Linked DNA regions of Sus scrofa: regions 2 and 3 are each linked to region 1. The links are chromatin contacts, called in public HiChIP or PLAC-seq maps. All regions are on one chromosome and are shown on one strand. Each heading gives the region's core, a stretch centred on a gene start, on an enhancer-like site or on the middle of the called end of the contact. The rest is flanking DNA. Distances are from core to core; before and after follow the strand shown. Region 1 holds the start of BEST1 (bestrophin-1). Region 2 has its middle 28 kb from the start of INCENP. Region 3 overlaps FADS3 (fatty acid desaturase 3).

Region 1 (3,943 bases), core at 1,074-3,573:
ATGACAAAGGCAACAACAGAAATGTCCCCAGGCTGGCCTCCATCCTGTGTTCTGAGCCCACCATATCCAGTCATTCCCTTAACTTTTCAACCACCCTGGACTGAGAATTGGAAAGCGGCCTGGCCAGCCTTGGCCACCACCCTATCCCTGGTGCCCAAGCAGAGCTTGATAGATGGAGAGGTTTCCTGAATGGTGGCCCCAGGACCTTTCCACCTGCTGAACCTCCTTCCTGGAGGACGCTCTTCCTAATCTAACTCCATGGCTCACCCCCACTTCAAGTCATCTTCTGAAAGGATATGCCCACCCACCTGACCTGGAAATAACATCCTAGTACCCTGGCACTCTCTCCTCCTCCCTTGCTCAATGTTTCAGCATAGCACCCACCATGTTATACTTACAAATATATTTTGCGGGCTATCTGCTTGTTCACTGCCTATTCCCTCCTGGCAATGGAAGCCCCTGTTGTGTTCTCACAGGTGCTCAGTAAAAATGGACTGAAGCAGGAGTTCCCACTGTGTTGCAATGGGATCCACAGAGTCCTGGGAGTGCTGGGACGCAGGTTCGAGCCCTAGCCCAGCAGTAGATTGAGGATCCAGCATTGCCACAGCTATGGCTTAGGTTACAACTACAGCTTAGGTTGCCACTGCAGCTCAGATCTGATCCCTGGCCTGGGAACTCTGTGTGCCATGGGGTGCCCCCCCGCCAATTTTTTTTTTTTTTTTACTGAAGCAATGACTGGCACCCCCCTCACCTGCTCTGAGGCAGTCACACTGCCTGTCTCTGTGCCCGGTTCACACTAAATTCATTCCCACTTCAGGGCCTTTACATGGATACACAGGTGCCTGCACACCTGCTCAGGTGCTACCTGCGTGTATCCATCACGTACACAGATGCGGAGACAGTCATCCACCCTAAAGGCCCTCAGCGCTCCCAGCCCAGCCTGCTGGCTCAACCCTACTCACAGATGGGGCTCCAGGCCGGTCAGGCGATCCCACAAAAAGTCTGGCCACAGACCCTGTGGGACTCTCTGGGGTCCTGTGGCCAGTGCCCCTGCTCACTCTTAGGGGCTGGCACTGCCCACGTGTATGCTAAGCAGTCACTTGACTCCCTAAGCCAGGGCCTCCACAAAGGAGAGCTTGTCTTGGCCCCTCCTCATAATCTGCTCGTAAGCAGCAGGGAGGCGAGTCCAGCCGGGGCCCTCTAATTCCTTCCTGGGGGGAGCGGGGCCGAGCTGAGACCAGAGCTGGAATTGGGGGCAACTCTCAGGGCCATCCTGCCATTTCCTCTGGGTCCTAAACTCCAGAGATGGGGCCAAGGAGTGTGTCGGGGGGCGGGGTATCTGTATCTGACCCCCGAGATCTTGCAGCAAGAGCTGCGGGGAGAAGGGGTGAAGCTTTGGGCCTCATCTCCCATTCCAGGAGCCATCCAGAGAGGGCGGCGTCTGCCTGGGCCCTGTGGGCTTTGGCGGCACTGTAGGAACCCCTAGGAACGCTGGACCACCGTCAGAAGTCCCGGCTTCTAGTCCTGGTTCTGCCACCTGGTGTGGTGACCCTGGGTGGGCCTCTGCTCCTCTCTAGGCCTCAGCGTCCCTCTCTGAAAAGAAAGCTGTTGCTTTAGAACCCCAGCACTCCAGTAAGATGACCGAATTCAGCATATACGCCCGAGGAGCTCTGATTGGCTGCTGATGACATCATAGGTTATTCGGGCTGTCATTGGCTGGCAGGGCCCAGTTCGTAGGTTGGTTCAGAGCTATGGAAGGAGAAAGGGGTCGGGGGGTGGGCTGCTGTGTGGGGGCCGGGCATGGTGTACGATGACACAGCAGCTCTGGTGTTTGTGCCGCTGGCTCCCAGCCAGCCGGGGCAAGATGGAAATATGTGCTCAGGTTCCCAAGGGCAGCTGGTTAATATCCAGCAGCTGCTTCCATGCATTTTAATACCTCCATCCATACGTGAGAACCCTCCTAAGCCACTGAAAGCGAAACAGCAGTAGCCCTTGGTCTTCTGTGGCCGGAAGAATGGCTTGGAATGTTTATTAAACATGCAGCTTCCCAGGATCGTTCTCCAGCGTCTGATTCTGCAACCTGAGAGATGCTGCGTTTCTAACAGCACCGTGAGGATTACAATACCGGTGGTCTTTGAACCACACTTTCCGGAAGCGCGGCTTTACAGTATGACCTTGAGCCTTAAAATAAATCCACTCCTCCCTCCCCCTCCCTTCTTCCCGCCTCCCTCTCTCCTTCAATCCCCTTTTCTACTCACCCGCCCCCACCCCCGCCCCATACTCCTTAGCATTAATAATGCTGAGATTACGGGTGATTTTCGTGAGCATCTTTTTTTTTTTTTTTGTCTTTTTGCCATTTCTTGGGCCGCTCCCGCGGCGTATGGAGGTTTCCAGGCTAGGGGGCTAATCGGAGCTGCAGCTGCCAGCCTACGCCAGAGCCACAGCAACGAGGGATCCGAGCCGCGTCTGCGACCTACACCACAGCTCGCGGCAACGCCGGATCCTTAACCCACTGAGCAAGGCCAGGGATCGAACCCGCAACCTCGAGGTTCCTAGTCGGATTCTTTAACCTCTGCGCCACGACGGGAACTCTCGTCATTTTTAACTTTACAATTCGCTGCCTGGAAAAAGAGATTATTTCACAACGACCCCGGGTCCTTTTCTAATCGCAGCAAACAACCACACCCTTACTGTTATAACGGAGTCTCTTTAAGATCAGGGAATGTCTTAGGAGTTTTTGCTGCATCCCCCACTGCCTGTGCTGGGGGAGATGTTTTCCCATCGCTGTCCTCAACCGACCTGCCCCGAGCCTCAGTCTTCTCATCTGTGAAATGGAACACCCACCTCGGGACCCGGGTGAGAAGGATGGTTGGAAAAACGTTTTATTCAGCTTTCCAAACCAGAGTTCTGCCTGCTAACTTTGCCTGCTGACTTTGCCTGGGCAACATCTAGGGAGGGTGCCTCTGCCTCACTCTCCAGGTTCAACTGGTCCGGGTGGATCCCTATCACTGGTATTTTTTCAAGTTCCCCAGGTGAGTCTAGCGGACAGTGTGGGTTGAGGTCACTGCTGTGAGTTTTCCTATCCTTGCAGCCCCTCTTCCCCCACCAACCCGGACCAACACTCAAGAGAGAGCTTCCCATCTGGCAGATGATTAACAAATATATTTTAAAAATACAATCGAAACATGTCTGGTACCACGCTTGGCCTGCGGAGGCTCATTCTGTATGAGCTGGAATGAATGGACCTCCTGCCTTTGTGGAGTCAGGTTCCTGCATCCCCTGAGGTGGCCACTGGGGGGCGCCCTTGACCAGCCTGATCATTGGTCAGAGTCTGGATGGTGGAGCAGGTGCTGGATGATGGCACCATCTCCTTGACCCTGACCAGCAGCTACAGAGCCATGAGAGGGTGTGGGGAGACACTGGAGTCCTCCCTCCCTCTCCCTGATCTGCAGGTTCCTTGGCAATACCCCCGCCCCCCACGCCACATTCCCAGCAGGACCAGCTGACTGTGCAGCCCAGCCCTCCTTGCCTCCCAGATGCCCCGGCATGTCCCCAGGGATACCCCATGAGGGGCTGCTCCTGGCCCCACCCAACTGCGAAAGACAGGCACAAGCCAAAGTCTCTCCCCTTGGGTCTCAGCCATGAAAGTGTCCCCAACCAGCCCTGCGTATCTCAGGCACACAGAAAGGCCACAGCACACACGTATCGACCCAAGCCATGCTTGGACGTTTGCGCCCCAGGATGGACCTCTGCAAGGATAGGGCCAAAGCCCATCAGGGTCGGGCTCCTCTGCTTTCCATTAGCAACGTCGTCAGTCAAAAACCATTTCTGATGCCAGGGTGAGTCTAATCTGATTCTTGCCTCCAAGAATTTACCGTCGACTAAAACCCAGGGAAACATTTAACACAGAGTGGGCAAGGCCTAATATCTGTGCCAGGGAAAC
Region 2 (3,943 bases), core at 1,034-3,533, 77 kb before region 1:
ACCTGGTGTCATCACTGCAGCCATCTTGGCTTGCAAGATGTGGTGCGGGTTCTATCCCTGGCCCCGGAGCTTTCACATGTGGGCTCAGAGAAAATAAGAAAAGAAAAAGAAGAACATTCGGGGAGCTCGAGTGGCTGTCCTTAGCCAAAAGCATGGTCTTCTGAAAGATTCCATTAAAATCATCTGGCCAGATGAGGAGGATGTCTTAGCAAAGGAAGAGAAATGATCCCCCAAAGTCCCCTCTCCCCTGAGGCCCCTAGACAGGTGCTGTCCTCTAGGACATGTTGCGTTGATAGAAATATTCACATCCGCGACCTACCATAAAGTAGCCACTAGCTACGTGGAACTGCAGAGCGCTGAACTCTGGGTAGAATGAAGAACAGGATTTTATTTCGTTTAATTTTAGTTATTTTCAATATAAATAACCGCATGTGGCTGGTGGCTACCGAATTGGAAGGTGCAGGGCTAGATATTTTTTAAATGTGTATTTTTGTGTTGTACCACTAATCTATGCGGTATAGAAGATTAGAGGCATGGTAAATTCATAATTGGGTGTATATCGTTCTAAATGTTTCTCTATGATGTCAAATGTACTTATAAATACCCATCTTTTTCTTTTCAGAATGGGATCAAACTTATACTGCTTTTTTTTTTTTTTTTGGCTGTGCCCATGTCATGCAGAAGTTCCCAGGCCAGGCATTGAACCCCTGCCACAGCAGCTACTGAGCTATAGCAGTGACCATGCTGGATTCTTAACCTGCTGAGCCACCATGAAACTCCAAAATATTATTTTTAGTTTTTTTAAACTTACTCATCTTTTTATTAAAACATATATATTTTTCCTGAAATTAAATTTATGTCTTTATTTATTTTTATATTACTCCATGAACTTATTACATTTATAGTTGTACAATGATCATCACAACCCAATTTTATAGCTAATTTTTTTAAAGTAATAGCCAAGGTATATCTCCCCATGCCAGAAATTTATATTTATATAATTTTTTTTTCTTTTTAGGGCCGCACCTGTGGCATGTGGAAGTTCCCAGGCTAGGGGTCGAATCGGAGCTGCAGCTGCCAGTCTATGCCACAGCCACAGCAATGTGGGATCTGAGCCACATCTGTGATCTACGCTGCAGCTTGCAGCAACACTGGATTCTTGACCCACTGAATTAGGCCAGGGATCGAACCCACATCCTCATGGATACCAGTTGTGTTGGTTACCACTGAGCCACAGTGAGAACTCCTGTTTATATAATTTTTTTTAAAGACACAGTGCAGGAGTTCCCGTCATGGCTCAGTGGAAATGAACCTGACTAGCATCCATGAGGACATAGGTTCAATCCCTGACCTCTCTGAGTGGGTTAAGGATCCAGCGCTGTGATGAGCTGTGGTGTAGATTGCAGACACGGCTCGGATCCCACATTGCTGTGGCTGTGGCCTAGGCCAGTGGCTTCAGCTCTGATTCGACCCCTAGCCAGGGAACCTCCATATGCCACAGATGCGGCCCTAAAAAGACAAAAAAGAAAAAAAGACAGTGCAAATATCTTTATTTGTTTGTTTGTTTATTTATTTATTTGTTTTTGCTTGTTAGGGCTGCACCTGTGGCATATGGATTCCCAGGCTAGAGGGTGGAATCGGAGCTACAGCTGTCAGCCTACACCACAGCTCACCCCAATGTCGGATCCCCCATCCACAGAGCGAGTCCAGGGATCGAACCTGCATGCTCATGGATACTAGTCAGATTTGTCTCCGCTGTGCCACCACCGTAACTCCTATGTAATTTTTAATAGTCGTGGTGTCCTCCGTTGAGCCGATAATGATGGAGAGTTATTATTCTAAGCACGTGGCTGCGTCATCTCATGCGATCCTCGCCACCTGTGGGGTAAATATCATCCATCCCGCTTGACAGATGAGGGCTCTGCAATACATGAAGATTAAAGCTGCACTTTGTGAACCTCAGGCAGAGGCAGCGGGGGAGCCAGGGTTCCAAGGCTCGCATCCAGGTGGGCTGATGTCAGAGCCTCCTGTTGAATCTCTCGGCTTTAAATAAAGGAAGTTTCATATCGGCATTTCATTCGTTTAAAGGACACCCTGACGGCTTTGTCCTCAGTTTGGACCTCAGGGCTTGAACACGTGTTTGAGCTACATGCAATGATTGATGGATGGGATGCCTTTGAGCGGCTTTCCTGGCCCAATGGAGACAAGGAACCGAGCATACTGTAAGCCCGTGAGACTTCCTCTCTGTGACACAAAAACGCCTTTAGGTGGTGTCATGCCACCACTTTGTGGGGACCTGTCTTCTTCCTGTCCTCCTGGGCATGAAAAACCTCCTACTCTGAAAGCCAGTCTCACCAGCCAAGCGGGATCTGCCTTGGGAGTTCCCATGGTGGCTCGGTGGGTGAAGGACCCGCCTAGTATCCATGAGGATTGTGGGTTCAATCCTCGACCTCGCTCGGTGGGTTAAGTATCTGGTGTTGCCGATGTGGCTCAGATCTGCTGTGGCGGCTGCCGCTCCAATTCGACCCCTAGCCTGGGAACTTCCATAGGCCTTAGGGGCTGCCCTAAAATGACCAAAAAAAAAAAAAAAAAAAAAAAAGGCAAAAAGCAGACCAGTGATTTCTTGGCAGGCAGTGGGAGTGGGGTGGAATGGCTTCAAAAGTGCAGGAGGAAACTTTCTGCGACGGTGGAGAGGTTCCGTATCTTGGTTGTACTGGTGGGTTCATGACTGTAAATGTTCGTCAAAACTATTAAAGCGTCTTTTTTTTTTTATCTTTTTAGGGCCTTGCCCACAGCATATGGAGGTTCCCAGGCTAGGGGTCCAATAGGAGCTGTAGCTGCCAGCCTACACCACAGGCACAGAAATGCAGGATCCGAGTGGTGTCTATGACCCACACTACAGCTCGCGGCAACACCGGATCCTTAACATGCTGAGCAAGGCCAGGGATCGAACCTGCGTCCTCACAGATGCTAGTCAGATTCATTTCTGCTGAGCCACGATGGGAACTCCTCAATTTTTTTTTTAAGCACCTTTTATTGCATGTAAATCATACTTCAACAAAGTTTTGTTTTTGTGTTCCCTTTCAGAGGGGCACTCATAAAGAGACTGTGACCTCTGTCCATGGGCAGGAATTGTTGGCCTTTCATGTCCTTAAAAAAGGAGGCCTGGAGTTCCCATCGTGGCGCAGTGGTTAACGAATCCGACTAGGAACCATGAGGTTGTGGGTTCGATCCCTGGCCTTGCTCAGTGGGTTAAGGATCCGGCGTTGCCATGAGCTGTGGTGTAGGTTGCAGACATGGCTCGGATCCCGAGTTGCTGTGGCTCTGGCGTAGGCTGGTGGCTACAGCTCCGATTAGACCCCTAGCCTGGGAACCTCCATATGCTGCGGGTACAGCCCTAGAAAAGACAAGAAAAGACAAAAAAAAAAAAAAAAAAAAAAAAAGGCTCCATATCACACAGGGAACTCTACTCAATATTCTGTAATAACCTATATGGGGAAAGAATGAAAAAGAATGGATGTATGTATAACTGATTCACTTTGCTGTACATCTGAAACCAACACAACACTGCAAATCAACTATACTCCAATATAAAATAAAAATTTTAAGAAATATAAAGAAAAAGGAATTTTAAAGAAAGAAAAAAAGGAGGCTCTACGTTTTACCTGGGTGGGTGGGTTAGGAAGGCATCTGACTGCCCAGGGTTTGGGATGCAGTATGTTTCCTTCTATGTCTAAAGTGGCCACCAGATCCCTCCATGACATGTCCCAGGTGCATTTTCCCTATAGCCCTAATTATTCCCGGATAGTTTCTTGTTTATTTGTCTAACCATGTATGGTCCATCTCCTCCCCCTAGGATGGAAACTCCACGAAGAGTGGGATGCTGCAGTGCTGGGTCCCCAGCGTGGAGAATGGCACCTGGCCCACAGCAGGTGCACCGAGA
Region 3 (3,943 bases), core at 369-2,868, 68 kb after region 1:
GGGGTTTCAAGGGAAGTGAGAGGGGATCCGAACTAATGCTTATCTGGCCTTTTTAAGGAAGAAAATTCTGACACTTGCCACACATGGCTGACCTTGAAGACATTATGCTAAGTGCAATTAGTCACAGAAGGGCAGATACTGTGCCATTCTTCTTCTGTGAGTCCCTGGAGAAGTCACTTCATAGAGACAGAAAGCAGCCAGTGGTTGCCAGTTGGGGGCGGTGGAAGTGGGGAGCTAGTGTGTCAGCTCGGGAAGATGGAGTAGTGGTGGAGACGGATGCTGGTGCTGGTTAACCAATAATGTGAATACACTTAATACCCTAAACTCCACACTTCAAAATGGTGAAAATGGGAGTTCCCGGCCTGGCTCAGTGGAACTGAATCTGACTAGTATCCAAGAGGACGCAGGTTCAATCTCTGGCCTCACTCAGTGGGTTAAGGATCCAGCGTGGCCATGAGCGTGGTGTGGATCGCAGATATGGCTCCGATCTGGCATTGCTGTGGCTGTGGCTCTGGCGTAGGCCGGCGGCTACAGCTCCAATTAGACCCCTAGCCTGGGAACCTCCATATGCCGCAGGTGTGGCCCTAAAAGGACAAAAGCCAAAAAAAAAAAGAAATACAGCAGAAATTGACAGAACATTGCAAATCAACTGTAATAATTTTTTTTTTTTTTTTTTTGGTCTTTTTAGAGCTGCACCCTCGGCATATGGAGGTTCCCAGGCTAGGGGCCCAATCAGAGCTGTAGCCGTTGGCCTATCCAGAGCCACAGCAATGCCAGATCCTTAACCCACTGAGCAAGACCAGGGATCGAACCCGAAACCTCATGTTTCCTACTGGGATTTGTTCCCGCTGCGCCACAATGGGAGCTCCTGTGATAAATTATTTTTTTTAAATACAACTAAGAAGAAGAAAAAACCTGTTCTACAGTCCAGAAGCAGAAAAACCCTAGAGTCTTGCTACTTTGATTTGCCTCCTGGATTTGCCTAGTTCCAGGCAGGAGAACTGACCCGCTGGAGGTTCAGGTGAGCGGGGTCAGCTGAGTCCAAGAGCAGACTTCCCTTTTAGCAGTTCTGCCAGTGCCACCCTCCCCCACTCCCCACTGGGGCAGGGCTGGGGCAGCTTCCTGTGGGGCCAGCCCTCCCCCCCCCCACCCCGCAGCGGGGCTGCCCCCTCATCAGGGTTTGTCCCTGGAGAGAATGAGGTCTGTCCCTATACAGCCCCTTCCCCTGTTACGAGCTCCAGGGAGGGCCCCCCTGTCGGCCTTCCCAAGGGCCTTAGATTATTCCAGAAGCTGGACCCTCTGGACCCCCAGGTCCTCAGACTGCCCTGGGCAGGTAAGAGAGCAGACAACAGGAAAGGGGACCCCTAACAGGAAAGGGGAGCCCTCGCGAGGATGCTGCAGATGTGGCTGCTAAGTGGGGGGTGGGAGTGGGGGCCGAGGTGCTTCTGTCCCCAAGGCAGTGGAGGCTGGTGGACTCATTAGCCAGAGGACAATGGGAAATACAAAGGTGTTTCCTTGAGCAGCCTGCCGTCAACTTCCCCACGGGGGACACCACCACCCAGGCCCTGCTTCCTCGCTTCCAGCTGCTTGCTGCTTGCGGGCTGGGGCTGGCTCCCTGGAGGAGAGCCTCTGAAAGCGCAAAGATAAAAGGCAGCCAGAGAGCTGCGAAAGATAATGAGCCGGTGACACCAGGGCTCCGTCGGGAGTGAGCCCCAGGTGTGACATTCAGGTTTATTCTCTGCTGAGCGGGTAGGGGAAGTGTCACTTCCCATTCGGGCCTCTTTCCCCAGCACTTTATCTCTCCGGGGGTCTCCCTCTAAGGCTTTCTTCGCTTTGTGCCCTACCCCACCCCCTCCTCCTACAGAGAACCACACACTGTTTATTTAACTTTTAAAAAACTTTTATTTTCCACTTCTGCTTTTAAAATCAAATGAGAAGTTCCCATTGCGGTTCAGGGGTAACGAACCCAACTAGTATCCATGAGGACTCGGGTTCAATCCCTGGCCTCCCTCGCTCCGAGGGTTAAAGGATTCAGCGTTGCCATAAGCTGTGGTGTAGGTCACAGACATGGCTTGGATCCTGCGTTGCTGTGGCTGCGATGTAGGCTGGTGGCTATAGCTCTGATTCAACCCCTAGCCTGGGAACGTCCATCTGCTGCAGGTGCAGCCCTAACGACAGGAAAAAAAAAAAAAAAAAAAAAAAGAGTTTAACTGTTTGAGCATCTTCCTTGCACAACCCCCAAGAAATCAGGATGTGGGGTCCTCGACTGATTTTTTTTTTCTCCAGGTGGCCCAGGGGTTCTCAGGTACACGTTTCCTCACCCACCCTTTACCCACTGCTTGCGGTCCTGAAAACTGGTGTATGGACGTTCCTGTCGTGGCTCATCAGTAATGAACCCGACTAGGAACCGTGAGGTTGTGGGTTCGATCCCTGGCCTTGCTCAGTGGGTTAAGGATCCAGTGTTGCCGTGAGGTTTGGTGTGGGTCACAGAGGTGGCTCAGATCCTGAGTTGGCTGTGGCTGTGGCGTAGGCCAGCAGCTGCATCTCCAATTTGACCCCTAGCCCCGGAACTTCCATATGCTGCGGGTGAGGCCCTAAAATAGCAAAAGAAAATAAAAGCTGGTGTACGATTTCCAGAAAGCTCTCCAGAGATTTTTTTGGAAAAGTCAAACGCTTTCATTTAAGGGAATCAGAGTCTTCCAGGGAGAACTTTCTGTAAGTCCAGATATTAAAACGCCCAACCAGTGGTTGCCAAGAGCGGGTGGGGGAGGGAGTGTGATGGACTGGGAGTTTGGGATTTGTAGGTGCAAATTATTGCTTTTTTTTTTTTTTTAGGACCTCGCCCACGACATATGGAAGTTCCCAGGCTAGGGGTCCAATCAGAGCTACAGCTGCCAGCCTATGCCACAGCCACAGCAACAAGGGATCTGAGCCGCATCTGTGACCTACACCACAGCTCACAGCAACGCCAGATCCCTAACCCACTGAGCAAGGGCAGAGATCAAGCCCGAAACCTCATGGCTCCTAGTCGGATTCATTTCTGCCACACCACGATGGAATCTCCCAAATGGTTACATTTAGAATGGATAAGCAGTGAGGTCTTCCGTATGGCGCAAGGAACTATATATCCAGTGTCTTACGGTAGAACACGATGGAAGATTTATTAATAAGAGAATATATATATATATGACTGGGTCGTGTTGCTTTGCAGCAGAAATTGACACAACACTGTAAATCAACTATGCTTTAATAAAAATAAATAGAAACAGAACAAAACGCCCAGCCGGGTTTGGGGAAGGGCTGCAGGGCGGGGCGACACTCGTGGGCCAGGCTGACCCGAGTGGTCCTCTTTCTGTGACAGCTGAACAGCCAGACTGCCTGTCTGCTTTGCCTGCTGCTTCAGGCTGCAACGGTCTGTCTGTCTGTCTGTCCCCCTGACTGTCTGTTCTCCTTCAGGATGCCTTCCACGCCTTCCACCAGGACCTCAGTTTTGTGCGCAAGTTCCTGCAGCCCCTGCTGATTGGAGAGCTGGCCCCGGAGGAGCCCAGCCAGGATGGACCTCAGAATGTGAGCAGGGCCCTGGTGGAGGCTAAGCCCCCAGAGAGGGGCTGGAGGGGATGGGGGGCATTGCCAGTAGCAGCTCCATCCGAATCATCCTTAGGGGCTCCGGGGCCAGGGCTGGGTTTGCGGTCTCTTCCTGGGCACAGTTATAGGCAGAGCTGTAGCACCTGCACCAGCATTTGCTGGGGGACCCCAGGCAAGCCTTCTCCTTGCTTTTAGCGCCCCCCCTCCCCCATCTGTGATGAGCTGGGTTTTTTGGTTTGTTTTTTGGCTGTCCCTGCCGCATGTGGACGTTCCCAGGCCAGGGGTTGAACCCACATCATGGCAGCGACCCAGGCTGCTGCAGTGACCAATGCCGGATCCTTAACCCGCTGTGCCCACA

Evidence for each region. HiChIP or PLAC-seq counts read pairs in DNA pulled down with a chosen protein or histone mark.
Region 2: a contact with region 1 is called in an H3K27ac HiChIP or PLAC-seq map of alveolar macrophages. The contact joins the enhancer-like site here to the promoter of BEST1 in region 1. A contact is called at or near these places in 23 of 47 Hi-C or Micro-C datasets (adipose tissue, alveolar macrophages, blood and 15 more) and 2 of 2 datasets of contacts at active chromatin or transcription factors (alveolar macrophages and skeletal muscle).
Region 3: a contact with region 1 is called in an H3K27ac HiChIP or PLAC-seq map of skeletal muscle. The contact joins the enhancer-like site here to the promoter of BEST1 in region 1. A contact is called at or near these places in 4 of 47 Hi-C or Micro-C datasets (adipose tissue, embryonic fibroblasts, heart right ventricle and 1 more) and 1 of 2 datasets of contacts at active chromatin or transcription factors (skeletal muscle).

The regions. Positions count from the first base shown.
Region 1 is chr2:9,548,652-9,552,594 of Sscrofa11.1, forward strand. It overlaps BEST1 (bestrophin-1), which reads right to left and starts at 2,324. Exons shown (of 12, transcript XM_013994220.2): 1 at 399-2,324.
Region 2 is chr2:9,471,683-9,475,625 of Sscrofa11.1, forward strand. No RefSeq gene overlaps it. Among named protein-coding and RNA genes, the nearest start is that of INCENP, 28 kb to the left of the region's middle. Within about 2 kb of position 2,284, at least 4 of the 83 cell types and tissues checked have an H3K27ac peak or open chromatin away from gene starts, as enhancers often do. A contact at or near this core is called in alveolar macrophages, where this site is marked.
Region 3 is chr2:9,617,478-9,621,420 of Sscrofa11.1, forward strand. It overlaps FADS3 (fatty acid desaturase 3), which reads left to right. Exons shown (of 12, transcript NM_001206434.1): 2 at 3,457-3,567. LOC110259247 (a long non-coding RNA gene) reads right to left here. Exons shown (of 2, transcript XR_002341468.1): 2 at 3,137-3,943. Among named protein-coding and RNA genes, the nearest start is that of FADS3, 12 kb to the left of the region's middle. Within about 2 kb of position 1,619, at least 6 of the 83 cell types and tissues checked have an H3K27ac peak or open chromatin away from gene starts, as enhancers often do. A contact at or near this core is called in skeletal muscle, where this site is marked.